7 separate regions of the Mus musculus genome follow, and regions 2, 3, 4, 5, 6 and 7 are each linked to region 1. Evidence: chromatin contacts called from public Hi-C, HiChIP or PLAC-seq and promoter capture Hi-C data. All regions are on one chromosome and are shown on one strand. Each heading gives the region's core, a stretch centred on a gene start, on an enhancer-like site or on the middle of the called end of the contact. The rest is flanking DNA. Distances are from core to core; before and after follow the strand shown. Region 1 holds the start of Ano10 (anoctamin 10). Region 2 holds the start of Tcaim (T cell activation inhibitor, mitochondrial). Region 3 holds the start of Ackr2 (atypical chemokine receptor 2). Region 4 holds the start of Gask1a (golgi associated kinase 1A). Region 5 overlaps Gask1a (golgi associated kinase 1A). Region 6 holds the start of Pomgnt2 (protein O-linked mannose beta 1,4-N-acetylglucosaminyltransferase 2). Region 7 has its middle 23 kb from the start of Pomgnt2.

Evidence for each region. Promoter capture Hi-C pulls out the DNA fragments that hold promoters and counts their contacts. Hi-C and Micro-C count contacts between places; a contact is called where the count stands out from the background. HiChIP or PLAC-seq counts read pairs in DNA pulled down with a chosen protein or histone mark. Capture Hi-C pulls out chosen DNA fragments and counts their contacts.
Region 2: a Hi-C map of CD8 T cells shows a contact between it and region 1, with 5 times the contacts expected there. The contact joins the promoter of Tcaim here to the promoter of Ano10 in region 1. A contact is called at or near these places in 3 of 39 promoter capture datasets (hippocampal neurons, maxillary cranial neural crest and neural stem cells), 1 of 484 Hi-C or Micro-C datasets (CD8 T cells) and 2 of 115 datasets of contacts at active chromatin or transcription factors (astrocytes and extraembryonic endoderm stem cells).
Region 3: a promoter capture Hi-C map of stem cell-derived epiblast-like cells shows a contact between it and region 1, with 2.3 times the contacts expected there. The contact joins the promoter of Ackr2 here to the promoter of Ano10 in region 1.
Region 4: a contact with region 1 is called in a FOXA1 HiChIP or PLAC-seq map of pancreatic cancer cells. The contact joins the promoter of Gask1a here to the promoter of Ano10 in region 1. A contact is called at or near these places in 3 of 39 promoter capture datasets (the SN4741 cell line, cranial neural crest and hippocampal neurons), 1 of 484 Hi-C or Micro-C datasets (cortical neurons) and 2 of 115 datasets of contacts at active chromatin or transcription factors (embryonic forebrain and pancreatic cancer cells).
Region 5: an H3K4me3 HiChIP or PLAC-seq map of forebrain shows a contact between it and region 1, with 4 times the contacts expected there. The contact joins the enhancer-like site here to the promoter of Ano10 in region 1. A contact is called at or near these places in 1 of 39 promoter capture datasets (hippocampal neurons), 1 of 484 Hi-C or Micro-C datasets (cortical neurons), 1 of 115 datasets of contacts at active chromatin or transcription factors (forebrain) and 2 of 9 other capture datasets (liver and pancreatic islet).
Region 6: a contact with region 1 is called in a promoter capture Hi-C map of adipose tissue. The contact joins the promoter of Pomgnt2 here to the promoter of Ano10 in region 1. A contact is called at or near these places in 5 of 39 promoter capture datasets (the C10 cell line, cranial neural crest, hippocampal neurons and 2 more), 3 of 484 Hi-C or Micro-C datasets (cortical neurons, embryonic stem cells and forebrain), 5 of 115 datasets of contacts at active chromatin or transcription factors (the NIH/3T3 cell line, embryonic forebrain, forebrain and 2 more) and 2 of 9 other capture datasets (adipose tissue and liver).
Region 7: a contact with region 1 is called in an H3K4me3 HiChIP or PLAC-seq map of bone marrow-derived macrophages, with 4 times the contacts expected there. The contact joins the enhancer-like site here to the promoter of Ano10 in region 1. A contact is called at or near these places in 7 of 39 promoter capture datasets (the 3T3-L1 cell line, the C10 cell line, the HPC-7 cell line and 3 more), 1 of 15 datasets of contacts at CTCF or cohesin (the NIH/3T3 cell line), 9 of 484 Hi-C or Micro-C datasets (3T3-L1-derived adipocytes, the G1E-ER4 cell line, bone marrow-derived macrophages and 6 more) and 9 of 115 datasets of contacts at active chromatin or transcription factors (the 230-238 cell line, astrocytes, bone marrow-derived macrophages and 6 more).

What each region holds. Positions count from the first base shown.
Region 1 is chr9:122,292,433-122,296,334 of GRCm38.p6, forward strand. Ano10 (anoctamin 10) reads right to left here and starts at 1,991. Exons shown (of 13, transcript NM_133979.3): 1 at 1,872-1,991. Gm26797 (predicted gene, 26797) reads right to left here. Exons shown (of 5, transcript NR_168548.1): 5 at 3,478-3,694.
Region 2 is chr9:122,803,341-122,807,242 of GRCm38.p6, forward strand. It overlaps Tcaim (T cell activation inhibitor, mitochondrial), which reads left to right and starts at 2,207. Exons shown (of 11, transcript NM_001013405.2): 1 at 2,207-2,348.
Region 3 is chr9:121,896,265-121,900,166 of GRCm38.p6, forward strand. It overlaps Ackr2 (atypical chemokine receptor 2), which reads left to right and starts at 2,091. Exons shown (of 4, transcript NM_001276719.1): 1 at 2,091-2,239.
Region 4 is chr9:121,948,937-121,952,838 of GRCm38.p6, forward strand. Gask1a (golgi associated kinase 1A) reads left to right here and starts at 2,052. Exons shown (of 5, transcript NM_177743.5): 1 at 2,052-2,211.
Region 5 is chr9:121,972,588-121,976,489 of GRCm38.p6, forward strand. Gask1a (golgi associated kinase 1A) reads left to right here. Exons shown (of 5, transcript NM_177743.5): 3 at 3,761-3,883. Among named protein-coding and RNA genes, the nearest start is that of Gm39463, 21 kb to the right of the region's middle. Within about 2 kb of position 1,679, at least 32 of the 459 cell types and tissues checked have an H3K27ac peak or open chromatin away from gene starts, as enhancers often do. A contact at or near this core is called in cortical neurons, forebrain and hippocampal neurons, where this site is marked.
Region 6 is chr9:121,993,854-121,997,755 of GRCm38.p6, forward strand. It overlaps Pomgnt2 (protein O-linked mannose beta 1,4-N-acetylglucosaminyltransferase 2), which reads right to left and starts at 2,173. Exons shown (of 2, transcript NM_153540.4): 1 at 2,023-2,173. Gm39463 (a long non-coding RNA gene) reads left to right here and starts at 2,133. Exons shown (of 2, transcript XR_871388.3): 1 at 2,133-2,593.
Region 7 is chr9:122,016,645-122,020,546 of GRCm38.p6, forward strand. No RefSeq gene overlaps it. Among named protein-coding and RNA genes, the nearest start is that of Pomgnt2, 23 kb to the left of the region's middle. Within about 2 kb of position 2,232, at least 82 of the 459 cell types and tissues checked have an H3K27ac peak or open chromatin away from gene starts, as enhancers often do. A contact at or near this core is called in 3T3-L1-derived adipocytes and astrocytes, where this site is marked.

The sequences.
Region 1 (3,902 bases), core at 741-3,240:
GAAAACAACAACTACAAAAAAAAAAACAAAAAAAAAAAAACAAAAATAAAAACAAAAAACAACCAGGACAAACAGCATTCTGAGCTGGCATCTTCCAAAAGCAGGTGTTACTGTGTAAAAATGCAGAGAGCTACAGACAACCCATGTATATACTGTGAGGGACTAGCTCAATGTAGCATAGATGGCATTTAAACACTTACTAATATACTTGCCTTGATCAGCCCTAATTCTTCACCTCCAAGCATGCATGTATTAAACACATAGCTGAAATACTATTATTATTTTAGAAAGAAGTAGCTGGTTGTTCAGTGTGAATATTTAGTGATCAAGGAAAATGATAAATGAGAAAATGTTAAGTTGGAAAAAGTCACAAATTAATATTAGAATACTACCCCATTAATTATATGTGTATTTATATACACAAAAGGAGAGAATTGACTCCCAGAATTTGACCTCTGATCCCTACACACATTCCATGGTATGTGTAAACCCACATGCACACATACAATAATATGTAAAAAAAAAAAAAAACACTTTTAAATATACAAATTAGGAAGAAAAACAAAATGCTACTAGAGGTCATAGGGTTCTGAGCATTCCTACAGGGCATTTATATTCTCAACTTTATCCTCTTTTCTGTGTTCCAACCTTTCTAGTTTTCCTCTTTACACACTCATACACACACGCACACGCAACCACACTACAGTCTATCCAAATGCACACTCGTTACAGTTTACCAGGCCTTGTCTATGCCTGTCTGATATTCTGCATCTCTCATTTCTCATCAAGAGGACCTAAATTTGGACTCCAGCACGCAGTAGAGTGCTTCTGTAATCCCAACTCCAGGTGATATGGGAGACAGAGACAGTAAAACCCTAAGAAGCCATAGGGCTGAATGGCCTGGAACAGGCAGCACAGCAGCAAAAATGAAAAGACACAAAGACATCCTATCTCAAACACGGTGGGAGGCAAGGGCCCACACCTGTGTCCTCTGTCCTGTACAAGCCTGTGTGTATCCGTTTGCCTGCACTCACAATAACACGAACGCACAGACAAAAATTTTTAAAAACCAAAAACCAAACCAAAGCAAACCAAAACAAAAAAACCCCAGAAAACAAAACTATATGCCTAGTAAAGTCACAGCCTCTTTGTCTGTGTGAGTGCCCTCGGACGTTCATGCCAGGTAAACAGCAAGCATCTCCCTCCCAGTTTACCCTGGTTAAGGGATGCACGGTTGCATTTAAAATTGTTTAAAGACAGAAAGAGTCCTTAGAAATATCTAGTCCTCTAAGGTTACTGTGACTTTAAATGGAAACCAGGCCACTCACAGTGCACCTGAAACTTTTAAAACTGCCGGGATTCGATTACAACATCAGGGTTTAAGGGATTGCGATTCAACTGTGGAGTGGGAACAAACTTGAAGAGACTTCAGTCAGACCGTCTACGCACCGCCTCAGCTATGGGAAAGAACAAACAGGGTTTCGGGTAGGGACAGGGCTCTGCACCCTTCACTGGAGTCATGCGACACCTATCACGGAAAGCGCACAATGGGCCCGGTCAGAAACCTCAGACCGGATCTGTTCACAACCCTAGAGAGACCGCGAGGTGTGACACAATCAAGGCTACCGGGCACCTTCCCCGAAGTGTCAATCAGAGCAGCCCGACACCCCGGGATCCCATGGTCAGTCAGAGACGGCCCTGCTCCAGGCCTGACGCAAATCCAGAGCCGGCCGACATCCCCCTGCCTCCGCCGGCTTTCACACCCTTGCGGATCTCCAGCCCTGACCAGTGCTTCCGTGGCTCTTTCCCTGTCGCGGGGGGGGAGCATCCCCAGCGGGCCCACCACACGGACTGCGCCCCTCCCCACTCACCGGCCGCCCACGCGGCGTCCTCGGGGACCGCGGGAGCGGGGAGAACCAGGCCCGCGGCGCTAAGGCGGACTGGATACACGACCGGGGCGTGGCGCCTTGGCCGACAGGAGGCGTCAACGACCGGGAGGGGCGGGGCCTTCCGGCTGTCACTCGGCGTGGGGGGCGGGATCACCGTGAAAGGGGCGGTGCCTTAACAGTTGTAAGTCCCGAGGAAGGGGGGCGGAGGTGTCAGAGTGAAGCTTCACTGGCTGACCCTCGGGAGAGGGGTGGGGCCGCGACGGAAGGGGCGGGGCCATGAAGGTTCTCATTTTGGTGGGATGTGGTGGTGCTGCATGGGCGTGGCCTCATCAGCTGTCGTTGTAGAGAGACATGTTAAAGGCGGGGCTGTGGCGAGTGGGGTGGGGCTTGGGTTGCTGTCACTCACGGCAGAAAGGGAGCCTCATCCGGAGGGGTGGGGCCTCGCTAGCGGTCCTCGTGGTGGTATGGGTGCGGGCTGGGTCTTGGCTTTGCTGGGTAGGGAATGGAAGGGAAAGGATAAGGCTCCTTACGCTTTCCTTTTCTTAATCTCTTAGACCAGAATCCAGACACCTGCCCACCTCTACCCTCTACCGTCTAGCCTCCACCCTCCACACCCTTCCAGTTTTTGCCTTCCTCCAGGGGACAAGGCCTTCACCCCAACCCCTGGGGGTGTTCCGGTTTGGAGGTTGTCCTCCTAGCCCCCTCTCTGCCTTAAGGAGCAATTCTTGGCTGGTTTTCAGCAGAATTCTGAAGCTCTCTTCTCTCTGAAAACCAAGGCAAATCTTTCAGAACTTTAACAATTAGAGTCAATTGACGACTCAGGAGACTTGTGGGTTTCAGTTGGAGAGTTCCAATTTTCTCAGCCCCTGAACTTACATTCATCCTTGCATATAACTTCATTCTTTGGTATCTGATTGGAAATGTTTGAAATTTTTTGAAAAACAATCATTTTAATGGAATATCTATTAAATCCTTTTTGCTCAGATAGTCTTTATACTGGAGATTAAACCCAGGGCCTTGTGCATCCTAGGGAAGAGATTATCCCAGCCCTCTTGGGAGTAATCTTATCACAGCTGAATTAACAAAATTTAGTTAAGCTGTGTTGGTGGCCCACACTTTTGTAGTCTCAGATACTCAGCAGACTGAGGCTGGAAGATCACTTGAACTGAGGAACTAGAGACCAGCCTGAGCAATGTAGTGAATCTCCATCTCAAAGCAAAGTACAAGATGTGAGCCTGAGTCATGGTGCCATGCCACTTAGTTTTTGTGAACCTGACACACCAATAGTTGCCTGAGAGGAAATCACATTAAGGAACAGCCTCCATCAGACTGGCCTTTGAGCTTGTGTGTTGGGGGGGAGGGGGGGTAGGGAGGAGCATTCTCTTGATGATGTGGGAGGGCCCAGCACACTATGGGTGGTACCATCCTAAGAGGGTGGAACCTGGCTGTTTAAAAGAGCAGGCAGTAAGCAGCAGTATTCTTCTGTAGTCTTTGCTTCAAGTTCTGTCTCCAGGACCCTGCCTTGAGCTCTTGACCTGGCTTACCTTAATGATGGACTATAAGTCAAATAAGCCCTTTCCTTCCCACGTTAGTTCTGGTCTAAATTTTATTGGAGCAACCAAAGAAGCAGGCTAGGACAGGCATGTCTTAGTTATTCTTTGCTATGTAACAACCCCCTTTGCAAGGCTCCATGCTCTCATGTTCCCAAGAGTCCTTCTTTCCAGTTGCTTCCTCTAGAACAGTGGTCCTCAACCTGTGGGTTGTGGACCCTTTGGAGGGCTCCAATGACGTTTCACAGGGGTCACCTAAAACCATTGGAAAACATGGATATTTATATTATGGTTCATAACAGTAGCAAAGTCACAGTTATGAAGTAGCAATAAAATAGTTTCATGGTTGGGGTCACCAGAGCAGAGGGGCTGTGTTAAAAGGTTGCAGCACTAAGAAGGTTGAGAATCACTGCTCTAAAAGGACAGTTTTTCTCTCCCTGTCTTAGGCGCCAGCTTCCTGAAT
Region 2 (3,902 bases), core at 957-3,456, 510 kb after region 1:
AGGTGGGGCAGTCTCTGGATGGTCATTCCTTTAGTCTCTGCTCCACACTCTGTCTCTGTATCTCCTCCCACGGGTATTTTGTTCCCCCTTCTAAGAAGGACAGAAGTATCCATACTTTGGTCTTCCTTGAGTTTCATGTGTTTTGCAAAATGTATCTTGGTATTCTAAGTTTCTGAGCTAATATCCACTTAGCAGTGAGTGTATATCATGTGTGTTCTTTTGTGATTGGGTTACCTCACTCAGGATATTTTCTAGTTCCATCAATTTGCCTAAGAATTTTATGAATTCATTGTTTTTGATAGCTGAGTAGTATTCCATTATGTAAATGTACCAAATGTATCCATTCCTCTGTTGAGGGACATCTAGGTTCTTTCCAGCTTCTGGCTATTATAAATAAGGCTGCTATGAACATAGTGGAGCATGTATCCTTATTACATGCTGGAGCATCTTCTAGGTATATACCCAGGAGTGGTATAGCTGGGTCCTCCAGTAGTACTATGTCCAGTTTTCTGAGGAACAGCCAAACTGATTTCTAGAGTGGTTCTACCAGCTTGCAATCCCACCAGCAGTGGAGGAGTGTTCCTCTTTCTCCACATCCTCCCCAGCATCTGCTGTCACCTGAATTTTTGATCTTAGCCATTCAGACTGTTGCGAGGTGGAATCTCAGGGTTGTTTTCTAGAACCCAGGACCACCAGCCCATGGATGGCACCACTCACAGTGGGCTGGGACCTCTTACATCAGTCACTAAGAAAATGCTTTCCTGCAGTGTGATCTCCAGAGGTGTTTTCTCCATCGCGGCTCCCTCTTCTCTAAGGACTCTAGCATGTGTGAAGTTAACATAAAGCAGCAGCACAGACTGAAAACACAAAGATCCAGGGCACCCCACCAAATGTCTAAGTTACCCTCCTAACAGCTCCCTTTCAGTGGGTCTCATATGACTATTACGTGTACGTTGTGGGAGGAGCACACATCCATGTGGATTTTTGCAGGACAGCGTTTTTGGAATCTGTTCTTTCCTTCCACCTCCATCTAGTTACGGTAATCAAACCACAGTGGTCAGGCTGGAGGGTCTGATAGCAAACACTTTCATCTGTTGGTCGACCTGGCAGCACAGTACTGTATGCTTTATGATAATATGTGACTAAGGACATTGCTAATGAAAATATTTTAAACAAATGTGCCAAAATATAAATATCTAACAAGGATTGTCCCAAAACACTAAGAAGTTAAAACTTCAGAAGTTGTCAGGTGGTGGTGGCCCATGCCTTTGATCCCAGCACTCAGGAGGCAGAGGCCAGCAGATCTCTCTTCAAGGCCAGCCTTGTCTACAGGACTACACGGAGAAATCCCGTCTCAAAACAAAAAACAAAAACTCCTTCAGAAACCACCTTCAGTATCTGTAGCCTATTCTCTTTAACATAGTCCTCACTCTAAATAGTACTGTACGCCACAAATTCAAGTCGTCTAGAGGGGAAAAGCCCTAAATAGGGTAATAAATGGGACAAGTATTTAAAGGAGTTCTCAAAATGGGTAGAGGCAGTGTCCTTAAATCTACAGTCTCACAAGGGCAGGAAAATTGAGTCCCAGCACTCTTAAGCTTGCGTGACATGTGGCGCACACACTGCCTCAGAGACAGGTGGGCAATTGTAAACTATGCTCCTGCAGACAAAGGACACGATGTGGGCCGCAAGGTCGTCTTCAGGAGAATGAAGATCTGAGAGAAGGGGTGGGATGGCTTCTTGCTGGTTGACCAAGCCAAGAGGTAGCAAAGCGAAAAGCAGTTTATATTCCATCATTTGCAGGTCTGGAGATCAGTTACAGACGTCCAATAAAGCAGTAAAAAGCCCATGCTGAGTACACTGAACGTTTAAAAACAGCCTAGTAAGGAGTCGCGATGTGTCATGCCTGTAATCAAAGCACGTAGGAGGCTGAAGCAGGAGAATTGCCGCAAGTTCAAGGCCAGCGTGGGTTACAGTGTGAGCCACTGTCCCAAATAATTAAACTATCTCAAATAGATTAGATTGAGGAAAAGTCAAGTGGGAAATGTAAGCCAGAGGAACCGGATCTTTCACACTCAGCTGCATCTGGGAAGCCTACCAAGACTACCAACGGCTGCTCAGCAAGAACTGCGTCACCAGAGCGCCTTGCATAGCTCCGCCCCTTCCCCCCTCCCCACCAGGGGCTGCGCGTGCGCGCTTTGGCCCCGCCCCTGCCTCCCGCTACTCCTTTACCTTTGCTTATCGTCCTCCCACCTGCCTGCCAATCATCTTTCTCCCTCAGACCTAGTCGGCCGGAAGAACCGGCTTGTGTCTCCCGAAGCTGCCTTCGGAAACCCGCAGATAGCGGGGTAAGGACACCGCTTTGAAGCGGGGTGGGAGGCCGCTGAGAGCCGACGTCCTGGCTGGGAGCCGCTTGCCGGCCTTGCGCAGGCGTTCTAGGAGGAAGGTCGGTCCGCCTTAGCCAATGAGCATGGTTCGTGCGGCCTGCCGGCTCCAAGTGTCGGGGCGTCCAAGCACGAACCCAGGCCTCTGAGACAGTGGGCCAGACCTGTCAGGAGCTCCCTGCAGAGCGAAAGTTGCCCAGGGACTCCACACTTGCCACACAGGCCTTGGCCTGTGCGTGCTGAGGCGTAGGCGAGGCTGTCAGATGGGAGCTGGGTTTAGGCTGCTGCTGGGAGAGCCTTGAGGCTGGTGGGGCCCTGGGAGGAGCTGCACCCCAAGTTGCGGACCTGTCCATTCACCTCTAGACCTGTAATCAAACTTATGGCTAAGTAGACTCTCAGAGGGGAGTCTGAGGCGTAGATTACTCAAGTGCACTTCACCACTAAAGAGCTTAAGGAGTGTGCTAATTCATTCAAGACATCTGTGGAATGTGTGTGTGCGAATGGGTTTAAGATTGTAGGATAATGGTAAAAGGAAACAGGATCAGGCTGAATTTTATCAGTTTGAGACCACCGATTGGAGATTCCAGATTTAATGTGGAGTTCATATAGTTTTAAAAAGGTGTCAAAGTTTGGTTGGCTGGTTGGTTGGTTAGATTTGTCTACAGATGGCCTACTGAAAAGGAACTGGAGATGCCTGCCATCCCTTGGCTTAGTGTTGATGAAGGAGTTTTAAGCTCAGGGAAATTGCAGTGCTAGAGTGGGTACTCTCTGAAAAACCTGATCCCTCATAATGGAAAGGCCCAGAAGACATGCCCTACACTAACCTATAAGATGAAAATGGTTTGAGGGGGCAACAGCAGGTCCGAAGAGTTTTTGTCGTAATTTTTTCTCTTGTGCCAGATCTTAGGGTTCAGTGGGTGTAATTGGACCTTGGAGTAGCACCAGTGCCTGTATATATTAGGTCAGGCTGGGCCAGAAGTGCCTGAATCCTTCTTGAAACTGTAGAGTTTGTAGTTATGATTTAACTCTCCAGCAAGATACAAAAGGAAAGCTAAAGAATTTGTTATCTAGCCAGGCGATGGTGGAGTGTCATTAATCCCAGCAATGGGAGGCAACAGGAGGCAGAGACAGTTGGATCTCTGTGAGTTCAAGGCCAGCATGGTCTACAGAATGAGGTCCAGGACAGCTAGGGGTGTTACACAGAGAAACTTTGTCTCCAAAAACAAACAAATGGAACTTGTTATCATTGATATGTCTAATACTGTCTCCTGGTTTTGCTCTGGTTGTTTACTTGGTTCCCTACTCTAAGTAGAAAGCCTAAAAGCATTTTTTTTTTTTTAAATCCTGGTCTCTGGGTGAGAGGGTGCATGCTTTTAATCCCAGTACTCCAGAGGCAGAAGCAGGTAGATCTCTCTGAGTTGGATGCCAGCCAAGTCTACAAAGTGATATCCTGTCTCCAAAAACAAACAAACAAACAAACAAACAGAAAGGAAAAGAAAAGAAAGGTAGTTAGGTATG
Region 3 (3,902 bases), core at 841-3,340, 400 kb before region 1:
CATGCACATGCACATACACACACATACACATACAAACACACAATACACATACAGACACACATATACACACATACACACACAAACACACACATGAACACATATACAAACACACCCATATACACACATACATACTCACATACACACCCATACATACACACATATACACACACAAATGCACACATAAACACATACTTATATACAAACATACACACATATACACACATACATACACACATACACACACATACATACACACATACACACACATACATACACACATATACACACAAACACATCACACACAAACACACATACATACATATACATGCACACACATACACACACATATATACACATATACACACATACACACACACAAACATACACACATTATTTTTTAAAAAGGAAATAAGTTGACTTAGCTTAGTGTTCAGAGGGTTCAAGTGTGTGGGGCCAGCATCTGACCCACTCTGGTGAGCGGCTTCAAGGCAGATGGCATGAAAGTACTGAGAACTTATCAGATGGCCAGGCAGGAAGCAGGAGCAAGAGCCCAGACAACTGAACTGATTCAGTAACAGCCCATGCTTGAAACCTTCCAGCACCAAAGCCTTCTAAGGTCACTGCCTCCCCTGAGACCTATTTCTTAAGGTCCCTCCTTCTCCTTTCCACAGCCGCCCTGGGGACTAAATATGCAGAATATAATATGGGGCATGTACAAACCACATCCAAACTGTGACACGTATTGGTTAGGTGATAGTCTGGGTCAGTGTTCTTTTACAGTCATTAGCTCTCTTGCTGTGTTTATGCGACACCAGCATTTGCGAAAGCTAGCTGACTTCTATATATGGATGCTGCTTCTAAAATTAGGTTTAAAATAAGCAAAGAGAGGGGTGGGTGAGGCCCTAGAACTTTAGCTGATCCCTGGGAGGGAAGCAGGCTCTGGGCTCTTGTGGAACACTCCCTGAGCCTTATTCTCTGATAACTGGTGTTTAGCGTCATGAAAGGTCTGGTCCTCCTCTGTCTGAGAGAAAACCCATCAGGTCTTGCCCTCCAGTCTGATAGTCTGTGGACTCAAGAGAAAGACAAATATCTAAGTTCATGTTCACTTCTCTTGTCTGAAGGACCAAAGCCGCCCTAAGCCCAGTGCTGACATGGGCCTGTAACCTCAGGGGCAGGTGGATGGTAAATTCAAATGGCAGCCTGAGCTACATACCAAGTCTGAGGTCACTGGACTACAAAGTGATATTCTTTCTATAAAAGAACATAAATATGGTGTGGTGGCACACACATATGCCCAGTATTAATGAGTTGGAAGCAGGAGGACAGCTTTGGCTATGTGAGACTGTCTGGACGATTAACCAACCAACCAACCAACCAACCAACCAACCAACCAATCAACCAACCAACGAAGACATCAGTCACTTCTAAGGTGTTAACTGTGGAGTGTGGGCTTGGTGCATGGCAAGCTCCAAGTGATCAGCAGGGCAGTCATTCTGGCACTACCAGGTATTATGGCTCCTTTGAAGGCAAAGCATTTGCCAAACAGAGCACTGACACATGGCTTGGTGGCCTGGACCACAGGAGAGAGGAGTCAGCCGAAGACTGCTGAGTGTACAGCCAGCAGCATATTGCACACCCACCCACACTGGTCCATCCATCCATCCATCCATCCATCCATCCATGCATGCATGCATGCATGCATTCATTCATTGCAGGCGAGTTCCCCAGTTGGTTGAGGGAGCAGATAACAAAACAGCTGGCAGAGCCACCTTGAGATGGTGGAAGAAGGGAGAGGAAGGATAGGGCAGGGAGCCTGGGAGACGAGGCTGCCACTTTGCTGACCCGTGTGCACAGACACAGCACAGTGGGGAATCCCACTGAGGGGGCCTAGACAGACAAAGGTGAATGCTGGGTAGAGTGCAGAAGATCAGCTAGGTGTCCAGAAAGCTGCAAGGTTGAGTTAGCTTGCTTGGCTCACTGCTGGGACATAGAGGACTGTGCTTTCCAGGGTTATTGGACTGCTCTTGGGGCACTCCTTCCTGGGGTGGGAGTCATTAGAGCTTGGCTCAGTGCAGCGGATGGGAGGACTTACCAGGGAAGAGCGACTTCCCCAACCCCAGGAAACCAGGATGTGTGTCCTGAGACTCCTGCTCACTCTGCACGTCCCTGAAGAAGAGACAACAGCCACTGGGCCCTCTCAGACTCCGGCGGATGTCCTGGGGCAAACAGTCTGGCTCTGGTAGGTCTGGCAGCCCTTGGGGAGGGTGGTGCTGCTCGGCGTCTACAGTGGTCCCGGTACCCAGGACCTGGGTACTGGGAGAGGGAGGCATGGAGCGATTTCCTCTCCAGGGAGAGCCCCCTCCCCTTCTTTGGGACCCTGCATTGTGAATTCCAAGGGTCAGATAGGGTCCATGGCCTCTCACCCAGGGCTGCGATTCACTCTGTCATCATCGTCGTCATCGTCGTTGCCTTCTCCTTCTCCTTCTCCTCCTCCTCCTCCTCCTCCTTCTTTTCTTTCTTTCTTTCTTTTTTATTTTTTGGTTTTTTGAGAAAGGGTTTCTCTGAATAACCCTAGCTGTTTTGGAACTTACTTTGTAGACCAGGCTGTCCTCAAACTCCGAAATCTGCCTGCCTCTGCCTCCCAAGTGCTAGGATTAAAGGCGTGTGCCACCACAGCCCAGCTCACTCTGTCTTCTTGCTGGAATTAGAGGCAAAAAAACTGGGTTTTGACAGTCCTACTAAGCCAGGCTCAGACTCCATTTCCCGGTATGGCAGGTAGGAAGGCAGGAGTAAAAAGCAGAGATAGATTTATTCAAATGTGGCTACACTGGAAGGGGCAGAGTAAAGGGGTCCAGTGACTCACTCCCCAGTTCATCTTTGGGGTCCTGACATGAAGCTTAGGTTTGAACAGAAGGTGAGAGGCTTGTATGGCTCAGCAGTCCCAGGCAAGGTCTTTTCCAGGTGAGAAACCTATGGCTCAGAGGAGTGGGTAGCCATCTGGGAAAGTGCTTTAGTCGTTTTCTATCTCTAGGGATGATAAAGGTGATTCGTTTTAAACTCAGGAAAATGGCAAGGAGGAGGTTTAAAAAACAAAACAAAACAAAGCAAACAAACAAACAAAAACAGGGAAGAGGCTGGAAACCCTGCGAGTGCCTGCTCTCCCATGTGGAGGGTTGTGCTGGGATCATGGCTGCTCCCTGGGAGGTTATCAGCACCAGGCATTTCAATGAAGCCAGGAACCCCTGAGGAATTCAGACTCAGGGAGTGTGGGTGGGTGGAGAGGTCCTATCACGCTGAGGACCAACTGTGGCTGCAGACGGGGCTCTGGGCACGAACAGAGAGGACTATGGACTTAGCATCATCTCCAACTTTTCTTGTGTCTATATAGTACATTCTACACTGGACATTTTACTTTTATTTATTTGTGTATGCGTGTGCTTGTGGAGGTCAGAGGTCAACCTCGGTGTCATTTTTTTTAGGCTTTTTTTTTTTTTTTTTTGAGACAGGGTCTTTCACTGGTCCAGAACCCACTTAACATTTTGAGGCTGGAGAGGGAGATGGCTTAGTGGTTAAAGGCACTTCTGGACGTCCCAGGTTCAGTTCCTGGAACTCAAATGGTAGCTTACTACTGTCTGTAACTATAGTTCCAGAGGATCTGACACCCTCTTATGGCCTCTGTGGCCATCAGGCACACATGTGGTACACATCCGTCAAACCAGGCAAAATATTCAGTTACATAAAATAAAAAAGAAGAAGAACATGCTAAAAGAGGAGAGCTTGGCATTGTGCACACCTGTAGTGCCAGTGCTGGGATACAGAAACGGGAGGACAGCAAGTGTGGCCAGCTCGCACTGCGAGTGAGGGAGACTTTGCTTCAACTAACAAAGTTAAGAGGATAGCCC
Region 4 (3,902 bases), core at 802-3,301, 340 kb before region 1:
CTGCAGAGATGGCTCAGGATCTAAGAACACTGACTTTTCTTGCAGAGGACCTAGGTTTGATTCCCAGAACCCTCACGACAGCCCACAACCTCCTGTAACTCCGATTTCAGAGATCTGACATCTGTCCTCCATAAGCACTGCAGACACATGGTGCATAGCATACACAAAGGCAGACATGTATAACACAACATACATAAATCCAAAAAATTAACCATCAAAGTCATGTTTCCTTAAATATATCCACATATGTTTATGTAGAGGGTCATGGCACACTTGTATATCTAATGTGGAGAGACAAAGAGATTCAAAACCAAATCCAACTCTTAAACACTTGAGCGAACACTGGGTGGTTGCCCTGTCCTGTGCTTCTTTTGGCATTATTCTTCCAGCTCCTGGGTTGCCAGCCCTTCTAGGATTCTATCTACGTTCAGACTGCAATTAGCAGCGCCCCTGCCCAGCCCTGTTTCCCATTAGCTCCACGTTTTCACGTTCTAGCAGGTAGACTGAGACTTTAAGCTGTAGAGTGGCTTCCTGGTTTTGACTTCCCAACAGTGTTTCCTTTCCTGTAAATTTGCTCCAAGGCATTGTTTGTGGTGATTCAATGCTACAATGTACAGAAAGCATTCAGGGCTGACTGCTTTTGGCACAGCATTCTGCAGTGCTCCTGTGACCCCTATCAGCAATAATCTGATAGTTGTTGATCCATCTGGGGAAGGTGACTCTTGGGGAGCCTGAGGGTGGCTCATCTTCTCTAGTGGTGACCCTAAAAGTTTAAATCCCGGGAGGTTATTTTCAGTTTGGTTCCAAGCTTCTGTCCTACTGTCCACTCTGCCCTAACCTCCAACCATTGTCTACCTCCCTATAAGAATTCTAAGTTCCATCCTTTCATCTTAGCTCCAAACTTGACCATCTAGAGACTGCCGCACCTGGGGATCCATCCCATAATCAGCCTCCAAACGTAGACACCATTGCATATGTCAGCAAGATTTTGCTGAAAGGACCCTGATATAGCTGTCTCTTGTGAGGCTATGCAGGTGCCTGACAAACACAGAAGTGGATGCTCACAGTCAGCTACTGGATGGAACACGGGGCCCCCAATGGAGGAGCTAGAGAATACCCCAGGAGCTAAAGGGTCTGCAACCCTATAGGTGGAACAACAATATGGACTAACCAGTACCCCCAGAGCTCGTGTCTCTAGCTGCATATGTAGCAGAAGATGGCCTGGTCGGCCATCATTGGGAAGAGAGGCCCCTTGGTCTTGCAAACTTTATATGCCCCAGTACAGGGCAACACCAGGGCCAAGAAGTAGGAGTGGGTGGGTAGGAGAGAGGGGGTGGGGTGGGGGTGGGTGGGCGGGTGGGCGGGGTATAGGGGACTTTCAGGACAGCATTTGAAATGTAAATGAAGAAAATACCTAATAAAAATTGAAAAAAAAAAGAATTCTAAGTTCCAAGTATGAGACTTCTTAGGAGCAGTCTTTTCAGAAGTCTAGGTTCTCCTTGGCAGCCACCAGCTGTTAGCAGTGAGGCCAGCAGGATCCTGCACCACAGATAGCAAGCCCAGTGCAGACACAAAAAAACTATCTACAGCCAGAGCAGTATCGAGTATTGATTCCTTACTCTGGCCCCTGAATGAGGTTCTGCTATTGTTAATGACCTTCAGTGGTTAATGGATATTTGCCTCCCAAACCGCCCTTGGGCACTGTGCCCAAAGAAACTGGAGAGGTGCCAGTGGCAGACTGGTCTTCCTGAGGTTTTGCAGAGGAGAGGGCCAGTATAGGGAATCATCGTCCGGGCGGCCCCATGAGTTGCACCCAAACACCTTAGAGGCGCGATTGGGGCTCCTCTGAGCCCAGCCCAGGCGCTGAACCCAGTGGGGGTACGGGTGGGGGAATGGTGAGTGTGTGTGTGTGGGGGGGAGGGGGCGGGAGTGAGACTCTTTCCTTCCTAGCACCAGAGACCTCACTCCAGGCAGCTTCTGTTGGCCAGAAGTGGGTAGGGCTTTTATTATGAAAGGGGCCTCCCCCTTCTGTGCTTTCTGGGGACTGGGGAGGCTGGGCTGCGCTGCTAGGCTGGGGCTGTGCAAACTCTGGAAAGGTCCCCAGCGGCTGGAGGAGGCTTGTGTGCCACAGGACTCTGCAGACTCACACGTAGACTCACATGCGGAGCATCCTGTGTTGTGTCCTGCCCTGCAATCTGGTGGCGGGGAAAGGTGTGGACCTAATCCCAACCCTGCCTGGAAAGTCTGGGCTCCAGGGATGAGTCTGCCAGTAGGCTGAGCCCAGGAACCTGCTGCAGTACCGTGGGGACATGGTAGGAGCTGCTGAACAGGGCGGTGGGTACAGGTGGGTGCCAGGGCAGGCAGCCTTGAAGCCTCGCATGAGTTGCACAGGTGGCATCCCAGGCCACAGTTATACCTCAAGCTTTTTCATGGGGTCACAGTGACTTTCATTTGTGCCCTGGACTGGAGAGTCTTCCTCAAGGACCCCTCACGTGTAGATGAAGAGTTATCTAGACAAAATGCCTGTAGGAGTGTAAAGGACTCCTTTGAGCACCCAAGGCAGACGATGGGCGAGGACCCTAACCCTAACCCTTTCAAGTCACCTCCTTCCTTCTCAAAGATGTGTAAATTTCATGGTGTTCTTATGGCTAAGTGGTGTATTGATGCTTTAAAAAAAATGCCTTGTATCACCTTTGAGTTAAAGTCTTACTGCCCCACCGCCTCTGCCTGCTGGACAGAGTGGTCATGGGGATGCCTGAGGAGTCACTGATAAAGTCTAGGACCTGTGGACTTGATTCTTTTCCAACCTCACAGACACTAAGAGAGGAAAACAAGAATGTGAAAACCTGCCCTTGTGGCGTTAGCTGAGGTACTGATATAAACCTTAGGGCACATTGATGTGCTCTTGCCGCTGACAGAAAACCTGCAGCCCAGGTACCAGGGTGTGTGGAGTGTGTTGGAGTGCCATTGCCTGCTCTGTGACTCCCTAAGGGGTCCCTTTCTCTCCAGGTTTCGGGGTGGGGTTGCAGATGGGAACTCCCCAGAGGTGTTTCATGGGAAGTTGACCTATGGCCCAGGAACTCAGCCGACCTTTGCAGGAAGTAGGTCAACATGGGAGCAGTTGTGCCACTGTGGGGGCCCTGACCAGTGAGGGCTGGGGCTCGGTCCTGAGGCCTGGATTTGCTCCTGGCATCTCTACAACCTTACAAGTTTCCTGCAAAGCTCCACATGAGTAGGAACTCTTGTGTCTGAGAGGAGGCATGGCTGGAGGTGCAGGGTACGAGCTGAGGTGCTGCTGGAATCCTGGTTTAGGAACAAGTCTCCCATTCAAAAATTATGACCCACAGCCATGTACTCTGAGGGGTGTTAGTGGTCTCTGCTCTCAGGCCATTTTAGGAGTCTCTTCTTTCCACTACGTAGGTTCTGGGGATCGAGCTCAGCAAGGTGGGTAAATGCCTTTACCCACTCAGCCATCTCAGTGGACAAAATTCTGTAAACTACATTATCCTTCAGAACAAGGCTAAATGATATCTCTCCATTAGATTTCTGAATGGGTCTTTTACAGTTACCTTCGTAATCATAAAAGCAGACTGGAAGCAGTTCCAATAATAAATGAGTGTGCTGCTATTCATGTCCCCATTGCTGTCTTGCTTGGGGTTTTTGATGGCGCAGTCATCTAGGTCCCTACATCCTGACTTCCAGGCCTAGCTAGCCACCCCTGCTGAAGGATGGTACCGCCTGCACCTGGTGACACCTTTCGTCCACTTCTCTGCCACTGGCCATGGACTTGGGTTTCTCTTAAGTGGCCTCTGGAAGGAACTATGTCACGCTGTTTACTTGTGGGCAGTTTTTGTTTGGCTTGAAAGGTGTTTGCTTGCAATGGGCAAACATCCTCTTCCACC
Region 5 (3,902 bases), core at 429-2,928, 320 kb before region 1:
ATGTATCGGCCTGGAGCTGGCCACCTAGGCTTTCCTGGCAGGCAGGTGATCCTGGAGATCCAGCCCCTTCCCCGGTATTACATGAAGAAGCACGCGCCAGCGCGCCGAGTGCATTTGTTGGCTTATTTGTTTTAAATTTTGTGTGTGTATGCATGTATATGTGCATATGTATACACATGTGCATGTGTGTATGCATGTATGTGTGCATATGTATACACATGTGCATGTGTGTATGCATGTATGTGTGCATATGTATACACATGTGCATGGGTGTATGCATGTATGTGTGCATATGTATACACATGTGAATGGATGTATGCATGTATATGTGCATATGTATACACATGTGCATGTGTGTGCCTATGTATATGTGCATATGTATACACATGTGCATGGATGTATGCATGTATATGTGCATATGTATACACATGTGCATTGTGTGCCTATGTACATGTGCATGTGTGTGCCTATGTATATGTGCATATGTATACACATGTGCATGTGTGTGCCTATGTATATGTGCATGTGTGTGGGTGGGTGGGGGCCCTGATCCATGAGGAATTTACTCTCTGAGAAAGGTAATGTTCCTATGAAAGAAAGAGTGAATCTCACTCCCAGCAAATATTGGGACACTTGGGCTGCCAAGTAGAAAAGAAATCAAGGAGGGTCCCAGCTAAAGGGTGTGGGCCAAAATAATACCAGACATTTCTTCTGAAATCCGTCTGGCTTGGCCCAGAAGCCAGCTGAGTCTAGTCAGAGGAATAGGGCCACCCACACCCTGTGCTGCACCCCTGCCTGGCCTTCCAACTCTGTCAGATGGGCCTGTGGCCTTCTTTGGCCAACTGCAGTGTCTTGTCCCACCCAGATATTCTGCTTGGGATGTAATAGAGCCAGGCCTTTCCTGAAACCAGGTGGTGGGTATGATGGGCCAGCCAGTGACTACAGGCCTCCTTGGGGACTCTGTGACCTCAGGCTTTCTTGAAGACTCTGTGACCTCAGGCCTTCTTGGGGACCCCATGATCCTCAGGCCTTCTTGGTGAACCTGTGTCTTCAGGTCTCCTTGGGGACCCTGGGTCCTTGGGCCTCCTTGGTGACCCTGGGTCCTCGGGCCTCCTTGGGGACACTGTGGTCCTCAGGCCTTCTTTGGGACCCTGTGGTCATTCTTCATGCTTCATTCTTTCATTCTTGTGTTCAGAGACCTCACTACGTCTCAACTTGTGTCAAATGCATTCTGGGTCCTGGGGTCAGACTGTTTAAATTACTTACTTGTTTTATTTCAGTCATCTATTTTCCCATCCAAGAAATTATAGCCCTGAATGCCAGAGAATATATGCCTGCCACATGGCCTGTCCTCATGGTCAGAGCCAGTCTTCCTGGCTTCAAATCCAGGGATCGCCATTTGTAGCAATGTGGCCTTCAGCACAGTAGCCAGTCTCCCTCCATGGATAACTCACTGTCCTCTTCATAATTGGAATGGGGGTCCCTCTTGGCTGCCTTGAGGGACCCAGTGTGCTGTACTGGGTAAAGCTCCCAGCGTGGCACCTACACAGCCTGAGCTTTTAGGGCCTTCATTAACCAAACGCTCCAGGTTGAATTACAGTTTGCAGCACAGCCGGGCTGGCTCTGTGTTCTGGAACCACATGGAATCATCATTTCTTTGGATGACTTCTCATTTTTTTCAAAGAGTGGAGGAAGGGCCAAGTCCTGAAGGAATGTGAGCTGCTGCTGGAGCTGATGGGGAAACAAAGCAGACAGCGTGGCAGAATAATCAACCTGGCACCTCAGCGGGCACGCTCTTTCTGCCAGGCATCTAGGTGGGCATACATTTTAGAAGGCCAGTGTTGCCCGTGTTATGCTGGTTGGCAAATAAATGCTGCATAACGAGAAATCTGGATGGAGCAGCCCGAGACATGGTCAGGGAGGGCTTGGCAGGCGCAGAGGCCTCTGCTGGCTCCGACTGTGTGTTGAGGGAGGGCAGAGCATGGGCCAGAGCAGGCAGGGTTTCTGCTAGCCTGTCCTAATTTGCTTTCTATTACTGCAACAAACACCACGACAGAAATCAGCTTGGAAAGGAAAGGGTTTGTTCAGTCTTACAGCTGACAGTCCATCATGCAGGGCAGTCAGGGCAGGAATTCAAAGCTGGAACCTGAAGCAGAGGACATGGCAGAATGCTGCCTACCAGCTTGCTCCCCATGGCTTCCCCAGCCTAGTTCCTTATACAACAGGATGACCTGCCTGGAGGTGGGACCACCCATAGTGGGCGGGGCCCAACTTACATCTATCATTAATCAAGAAGATTTTGCCATAGACTCACCTATAGGCCAGTCTGATAGAGACATTTTCTCAATTGAGGGTCCCTCTTCCAAAATGACCCTAGTTTGTGTCAGGTTGGCAAAACAACAACCACCACCACAACACCCTAACCATACACCATTGCTCTGCAGATGCTAGGCCTGCATGTGGTCATATCACCAAAGTCCTTACTCCACACTGCACTCTGGGCTTTGGGCCTACTGCACTGAGGGAGCTGGGAAAAGCTTGCACCTCCTGAGGGGAACCTCTGGTCAGTGTGTCCCTGGAACTCTTGCCCCGCTTTAAATATACCCTCTGCCTATGTGATTCTCCTCTAGGATCTGAGGAATCAGGGCAGGAGGGAGAGTGTATGGTCAGGGGGCCCTGGGTCCATCTGCACTCTGTGACTGACAGTCTAAGAAACCTGTTGGTAAGGCTAGCAGACATGATTCAGTGGGAAGGGGGCTCCTGGGCAGGAAGTCTGGGTACATCTGATCAGTGTGCTGGCCCAAATAGCCCACACCCTCTCTGGGATACTGCCCTGCCTCCTGGAAGATCGGCAAGGGTGAGTCACTCACAGGGATCAAGGGATCCCCATCATGCTTATCAGGGATCGCTTGCTTTGCTCATCATGCCCATCATGGATCACTTGCTTTGGTCTTAGTCTTGTTAGGTAAGGCTGATGGAAAGGGTTCCAGAGAATTGAGGCCCATCACCCTGTGACTGTGGAGGCTGCACCAAGCATGGGTGGTGACCACATGGTCTATGCCTGTCATCAGCTGCTGCTCAGCCAGCAGGGCCTAAAACCTGATTCAGCTTTTGTGGACACCACCATCCTCTTTCCCTTTTCCACATCACAAATGGGGACCCAACATTAGGCTTCAACAACTTCATCAACTTCAAATCCAGCATTGTGTGTTCTCCTTTATGACCCCGGATGTGTCCGATCTCAGGGTGACATAGTTCCTGCCTTGTAGGTCTGCAGTGAGGAGGGAACAAGGTAGAGGTGGCAGGGCAGTGCTGGCCATCGGGGTGACATTCCTTCATACACCAGCAGCTCTGCAGCACCAACCTGCTGTCCGTCAACTCGGCCAGACACCGCCCGGGGTCCTTGTTGGGTCCTGGAGTCCTGGCTCTGGCAGCCTTCATGGGCTAAGCTTGGCCACCATTCCCACCATGCCAACTTAAGAGATGAGTTGTGGTAGTTAGCAGAGAGGAGCAGATATAGGGGTCCTGTGACCCCAAGTTCATCTTCAGGACACTGACGGAGTGTCAGGCTTAAACAGGTAAGGAATTAGGCAGAGGCCTTAGCAGAGGAATTAGCTGGAAGCCAGCACAGAGCTTATTGGCACTGACAGCCCCTAAAGACTATTCAGGAGTGGCCCTGGGCTGGAGTAGAGCCCAGCAAGCCAAGTGGCCTTGATGTTGGGTCTGGAGAAGACAGGTGCCATCCCAGCTTTCTCCGTAGGTCCACGACCGCCTGGATCGCTACTGCTGTGGCTTCGAGCCTGAGCCCTCAGACCCCTGTGTGGAAGAGGGTCTCCGAGAAAAATGTCGGAACCCAGAGGAGCTGCGGCTGGTCCACATCCTGGTATGTCTCCTGTGCATGC
Region 6 (3,902 bases), core at 923-3,422, 300 kb before region 1:
ACAGCAGAGTGCAGAAGCAGCAGAGAATGTAACAGCAATAAGAGCTGTCAGGTGAGTTCCAGCCCCACTGCTTAGCAGCTAAACAACACTGCTCCAGGCCTCCACTTACTGGTCTGAGGCAGGACACTTATACTATTCCAAGAGGGAGGTTCCAGGTTTGTGGACCCAGTGACCCAACAGAAGCAAAGCTCTGTGCCTGGCAATTATCCAACTCTGTAAGACAGCAGCAATATAAAAACCCATTTACTGACTCTCACTCTATGCAGGCAGCACTCTAAGTTCTGCATATGTGGTCTCATCCCTGCTATAACCTAAGGCAAGTACTATGAAACACACTAAAGGGCATATGCTTGGGACTGCTATATGTATTGTTCAATACACTGTAGCTATTATGGGGAGGGGCTGAAGTTCAAACTCAAGCCTGAATTGCAAAGCCCATGGTAGCCTGTCTGGAGTCTTCCTTCCCTGCCATATCTCTCACCCAACTTGAAAAGCCCTGGGGATCATTTTAGCATCTCCTGAGGGAGAGTGTCCCTCCAGACAACCATGCTGAGGTGACTGACAAGGCCTCTGGGGAACAGAGTGTTGAGTAATTTAATATTCTGGCTCTCTAGAAGCCTTTGCTTATTACTGCTATTTCTGAAAGCAAGAACTTGCCAGCCAGAAGTCCAAGGTTGGTTAGAAGCATGTCGTCAGCTTGGGCTGATGTCACAGGCCTGCTGTCCCAGCTACTGGGGAGGATGAAGCAGGAAGATCATAGCTTAGGTGTGTCTAGGACTTACTGAGACCGTGAATCAAAGCAAAGAGTAGAGAGTGAACGGGTGTAGCAGAATGTTTGCTCAGCACGCAGGAGGCTTTGGATTCATCCTTAGCAAACAAACCAACCCTGACGGCCCTGACAGTCCAGCACACCAGGATGATGCTCCACCAGGGTGAATCCACTCACCAGCTCCCTCCCTTTCCAAGGCCCCCAGGGGCTCTCAGCTCTCACCTCTGAGGATAAAGTATCCAGTTCTCTTCTAACTCTGTCACCACTTGGAACTCGGATCCTTCATGTGAAAGGGCCGGCTGATCCTAAAAGCCTGAGAGCAGCTAGTCTGTGGAAAAGACAGGACCCGGAACCAGAACTCCAACCTTGTCTATAGAGTTGGTGGTCGTGCATGCTAACATTTGATGTGTTCAGAACCCAGACAGAAAGCTTTGCCAGCATTACCTCATGGAAGCCTCACAGCAATTCTTCAAAGAAGGTCTTTTTTCACTCTGTCTTACAGAGGATGAAGGAAGGGACCAGAGAAAGTGAATGAGTTACTTATGGGGACATGGCCGGTAAAGGAGCCAAGATTTTCCCAGTGCCTGGAACAGTCCACACATGGTAAATGAATTGTGCTAATATTCACATGTCCCATAAGCCTAAAACCATCTACACCAACAGGCTCGGGGCTGGTTGGCATAAGGTCAGAGGATACTGGCTGCTCACAACCTGCAGCGTGATTCTGGTGGAAGGTCCCAAACTTTTACCCCGGATTCCCACTAACGATGAGAAAACGGGTTCCTATAGGCAAGTCCATCAGGGTCGTCCGTCAGTAGCCGCCCCCACCCCCACCCCCCCGCCATTGTCAAGCAGACAAACTCCTAACTCCGACTGTCCGTCCATCCGGGTGGTTCTCTACGGAGCCCCAACTGCCTAAAGGTCAGCAACAGGCCGACCCAGGCACCGCTTCAAACGCAGCTGGCGCAGCCCAGGCCCCCACTGCTCATCTCTCCTTGCTCCACGCCACCTGTGCCAAATGTGCACCATTCTTTCCCAGGCACGAGCATGTGCGTCCCCGCGGTCAGAGGCAGTGAAGGCTCCAGCCGAACGGTCCAGTGCGCCATCGGGGGCCGGGCGGTTCAGGCCCACCCCTCCCACCTCGGCGCCTGCTGCAGGCGGCGTCTACCGCCCTGGGTCCGGCAAGCCCGCCGGCCTCCCCTGCAGTCCAGGGTCGGGCACCAAGCCCGGCCCGGCCCGGCCTAGCGCCTCACCTGAAGCCGGGCTCTGTGCCCCGTCCGCTCCGAGCCCGGGGCCCAGCTGCGCCACAGATGCCCGCGCTGCCCACCTGCCGACAGGGTGTCGCAGGTGTTCCTAGTGTGCTTGCCCTGCTGGCGAGCTCAAACTCCGGAACCCGGGCGCGTGCGCGGGCCTTGGGACCCGCCTCTCGGACCTCGGCCAGGATCACCTCTTCGGCTCACAGAATCCTGGGAATTGTAGTTTTCAAGCGAGCAGCATGCACGAGCCTGGGAAGACCAGAAGCTCTTCTTGGTGTTCTGTTTACCCAATTATGAGAGTTCTGATGATAAACTTAAATACAAGATACAGAAATCTTCATATGTAATCTGTTAGAGAAAAAATAATCCATACCTTGACATGCTTTTAAGACTCATAAAGAGACTATTGATGGCTCAGCAGTTAAAGTATTCACTGTAGATGAGCACAAAGACTGAACAGAGCTGTTCATGGTCATTACTGAAGGCTTCTGTGCTCAGTTAACTTCGGATCGTCTCCCCTCAAACCTGAGCCAATGGATCGCTCCTCCCTTACCAGGCTTCTTGTCAGGTATGTTATGTCTCTTTTATACTTTTTCTGGGAACTGCCATTTGGCTTTACAACCAAACTGATGGGGTGTTATCATGAGTGGGTGTCAGATGACAGTGTTGGAGCTCGGACTTGACATCAGGTGAATCTGACCAAAACGGCTGGATTTCTCACTTGGGAAATGGACATTGTGACACTTCTGACACGATGACCCAAATGTCATGTGGAACCTTGTCCTTTTGAGAACTGGGCTGGGGGTGGGGGTATATATTAAGGGACCCTCCTCACTCCTCCCCTCCCCCACCCCCACCCAACTGGCCCGGTTGGCCACAAAGCCTTCCCAGAACCTCAGACCTCAGTGGGCTTCACTCTCATGGTTGTTATTACAAACTCATCTAAAGTAGTCTCTGTCTCTCTGTCTGTCTCTCTCTGTCTGTCTCTCTGTCTCTCTCTGTCTGTCTCTCTGTCTGTCTGTCTGTCTGTCTGTCTCTCTCTCTCTCTCTCACACACACACACACATACACATACCTGTGAGAAGATCAAACAGAGTGCACTGAAGAACTGACACAGAGAGTCGGAACAATGCCACTGGCCACAAGGCAGATCATTTCTGGATTGGGCACCATTTGCCTGTACCATGAAGAAGGCCCTGTGGCTTCCTGCTTCCCCCAGCCCCTACCTGTGCTGCCTGGATTCTTCCTCTTTTCCTACCTCCCCCCATTTGGCTTTTGGTGTTTTAAAAAGCAACAATCTCTTTCTTGGCCTCAAGGGTTGCACTAGTCTGTGGAAGCTCCACATAACTGGCCCCCTGGCCCTTCAGGCCTCAACCTTTGTCCTATCTCAGAGGGTTCTTAGTTTCAGGCAATGTGTCTACCCTGGCTGGCTTGAGCAGAACAATGTGTGTGAAGGAACATTTAGTGACATGTGGGCTCATTAAGATGAGGAGGAACAGACTCTGCATCTAGGGTCTGCTCTGATGACAGTGTCCAAGCCATGTCCAAGAACTATGCCATGCTATCTGGAGATAAGGAGGTCAGCTTCCTCTGACACCATTCCCCATGCATAAGCCATCTCACAGAGTGCTCTTCCTTCATCTGAGTCACAGTGTGCACGTGCTTGGCAGAGCCTGTGTCTCAGAGAGACTCCTGTCTGTAAGGAGCCCTGAAAACTGAGTCCATGGCTCTTCATCTCCAAGGGGGCTCTGGGTGAGAGTAGAGCTATCCAGCCTGCTGCAGCTACTCACCAAGCAGATCACACCTCCAAAAGGCTCTTCCCTTCATAAAGGGGATTTTGTTGACAGGTTTGATACATGGCAGGTAGAATAAGCCTT
Region 7 (3,902 bases), core at 982-3,481, 280 kb before region 1:
CTAGGTAGGAGGCCTCCCAGTGCCGTCTCTTAGTCAAAGCTTACACAAGACACAGAATCCTCTACTCTGCTTTGTGCCCAGATTTGCAAGAGGAGAGGGGATGTTAAAAAAAATATTTGACTCGCACCTATAATCCCATACTCAGGAGGTGGAGGCAGGAGGGTTATGAGTCCAATCCAGTCTGGGCTCATAGTCAGAACCATCTCAAAAGCAATCAGATTCAAACAAACAAACAAACAAAACAAACCCTCTCACCTTTGTGCATTTGCTTTGCCAGTGCCCACAGGAATATTAATGCCACTTCTAGGCTCACCTTCAAAGTAAAACTCTCTGACTTTTGGGATTATTTAGTCCTCATATTTTTAAAAATAACAAGTATTTTCCAAGTTTAATTTTTTCCCCTCTCCTCACCAATTTACTTACTGTCATGGCCTGCCACTCCCTGTAAATGTCCAACAGATGCTAGAGAAGGTTTGGAAATAATTCAAGATTCTTTGGCCTTTGTTAGATAAAGTGTGTGTGTGTGTGTGTGTGTGTGTGTGTGTGTGTGTGTGTGTTTATAAAACCTGCTACTTAGAATGAGGAGTCACAGAACAGTGCCGTTCAGGAAACATAGGTTGACCCTGATCATGAAGTCCTTACAAAGGGATGGCACACACAGGACCAAAGGCACAGGAGTTGTGCCTCTGGGACTCTGCTTCCTTCTCTGCTTGTTTGAGGTTGCACGGGCTTTCTGCTTATTTGAGGTTGCACTAGTTAATTTTTGACAACTTGACACAAACTAGAGTCACCTGGGAAGAAGGAACTTTGTTGAGGAATTGCCTCCATCAAAGGCAGGTGCCTTTGGCTTGTCTGTGGGCAATTTCTTGATTGCTAGTTGGGGTGAGAGGGTCCAGCACAGTGGGCAGTGCCATCCCTATGCAGTTAGGTCTGGGCTGTGTGAAAAGCAGCCGAGAAATCCATAGAGAGCAAGCCAGTAAGCAATCATTTCTCCATGGGCCCTGCTTCAATTTCTTCCCTGGTCTGGTGGACTGGATATAACCTGTAAGGCAAACAAACCCTTTTCCCTCCTGTTTACTTTTTATCCATATTTTATCCCAGCAACAAAAAGCAAACTGGGACAGAAATTGGTATCAGAGAGTGGGGTATCGTCGTGATAGGCCATTTCAGAGCCTTGGGCTAGGGGAGGCCACTGAGAGCTCAAATCTTCATGAGCTTATGGAGGAAGTCAGTACACAGCATCCCCTGTGGTCTCCGCTTCAGGTCCTGCCCTGAGCGCCTGGCTTCCTGATGACACGTTAGCTGGGATTGTAAGATGGAATAAACATTTTTCTCTCCTTTTCAAGTTTCTTTCCAAAATCAAGTTGATTTTGGTCAGTGTTTTATAACAGCCACAGAAAGCAAACTAGGACATAAGCTTTCTGATTCTTTTACATGCTATGCTCTTCCATCACAAATAACAGCGTATTAAGATTCACGAAGGTAAGTCGGGAAAGAACCAATACCAGGCAAGAGCTGTGGGATGCTGGGTGCTTGACAAGAGGAGCTTAAGACGACCTCAGCAAAGTCAGCTGGATCCCTTCCCTGCCCAGAGCCCTTCTGTTGCTGTGTCCTCTGACCTTTGGGTGACATTACCAGCCTCCCCTCTAACCTCTAACCTCTAACCTCTAACCTCTAACCTCTAACCTCTAACCTCTAACCTCTAACCTCTAACCTCTGTTCTGAGTTTCACTCTCTGGGCTGCTTCTCAGCAAAGCATACTCTGGAAACTCCTCTTGTGGGGTTTTTATGGAAGGAGCCTACGCTGCTTCCAGAATTCCTCCAAGGACTCAGCCCCAGTTGCTCACAGTGGCTGTTCTTTTAATATCATGTCTCCCCTCTTCTTCCTTTTTTTCCCCTCCGGTTCCCTTCTTCTTTTCCTTCTCTCCTCTCCCCTCCCCTCCCCTCCCTTCCCTTCCCTTTTCTTCTTTTTCTCTCCCTCTCCTCCCCTTCCTTCTCTCCCTTCCTTCCCCCTTTCTCTTCCCTCCCCTCCCCTTCCCTTTCTCTCTTCCCCTTCCCCTTCTCCTCTCTTTCCCTCCCCTCCCTCCCCCTCCTCTCCCTTCCTTTCCCTTCCCTTCTTCATTTTTCCCAGGGAAAAACCTTGCAGGATTTTCTTTCCTGGGTCCATGATTGTCTAAACCTGACTGTGCACTATTGTAGTGAGAGGACACTTCCCTCTGGGTCCTGACAGGGGGCAGCATTTAGTTTCCTATCAGAACGAGTTGCATTCCTAGACTTGTATGTGATTCCAGCTCAAAATAAAGAAAAACATTGAAATGAGGGGTTTAATTCCCGAGAGGGACTGGAAGGCTGTGTCAGCGTTTCCATGGTGAGGGCTGTCTTCTGGGGATTTACCTTCCAGCTGTGAGAATCTGCTTTATGCTAGACTTTAAGCCTTTGGCTGCTTAAAGGCTCTATATTATTAAAGAGTCCACTTTTGACTAAGTTGAAACTGTGACTCTGTAAAGCCGACTCAGAATGTTCTCCCCTCTGCCCCTTGCCCCATTGGCTGCTGGCCACGCTCCTTGCCAAGCAGCGTGGAGACTTGGCAGAGGTGCGGCATCTGGCTCTCCTGCTGTGTGTGGTCTGAGAAGGGCTGCACTGAGGAAGAGAACCTTGGCTCTTTTGTACTGTTAAAATGACACCTCCATGGGTCCCACCCGAGTCTATCTGTAGGTGTTTCTCCATGCACAGTCACTCACTGACCCCAGGTCTTAGAATCACAGAGGAGAAGGGCAAGTGTCAGCCTGCGATGCCTCCGTGAGTATCAGAAGAAAGCCAGGTTGAGATGTTTTGTGTGAATTCCTTCTTGCAGCAAGAGCCGGTATAGTGCGAGGAAGAGAAAGGGGATCTGTCTCATCAACCAAAAGAGAGAGCAAAGCAGGCTCACTTTGAGCCGTCAGCGTCAAACACATCAAAGTCATCTCTGCTTGGTTTTAAATAAGAACACATTTGCAGACACTTTGGCATATCCTTTATTTTAAACAGAGTTACAGAGGTGGATGGAAGCCCCTCACGATAGAAGGAAGACGCTGAGAGCAGAGAGCCAACATCTGTGTTGGTGCGGAACCTGACTGGGTTCCGAGTGTCAGAAAGCACCATGGGGATTCATAACCATCTCAACTCAAGGTCTGGGGACCCATTGTCCTCTCCTGACCTGTGCGTGGACCAGGCATGACAGCAGCGCACATACATACACATGGGCAAAACACATACAAATTAAAATTTAATATAAAAATCTAATAACATTATTAGAAATAATATTTATAAAGTTACATGGGAAAACATTGATACAAACAAGGTTGGCCAAAAATTTATGATGAAGAAAAAGCTTTGACATCATCTGGGGATCTAAAAAGTCATGATTTGCAGAAAGGTGCCATGCCTCTGTATGTGAGTGTGTGTGTGTGTGTGTCTGTGTGTGTGTAAGAAAGAGAGAGAGAGAGAAAGAGTGTGTGTGTGAATGAATGTGTGTATGTGTATATGAGTGTGTATAAGAGTGTGAATGTGAGTGTGTGTATTTGTGTGTGAGTATGAGTGTGTCTGTGAGTGAGTGAGTAAGTGAGTGAGTGTATGTGTGTAAGCCATATGTTTCTATGAAACTTTTCACAAGCAAAAGGGGAAAGCTTAAGCAAAAGACACACCTCAGGCCACACAGAGCCTCTGGACAACTATAAAGGACCTGCGGGCTCACCACACTCAAAGCAATCACTGTCTCATTAGCTGACAGCTGAGTGGAGCCAGCAGAATCTCCTGTGGCCTTCACTACAGGAAGTACAGACTACCTCAGTAATCTACTGGGGCCACAAGACACAGACAGCAGCAGCAGCCACAAAATCAGCAGTAGCAATAAGAAGCCCTAG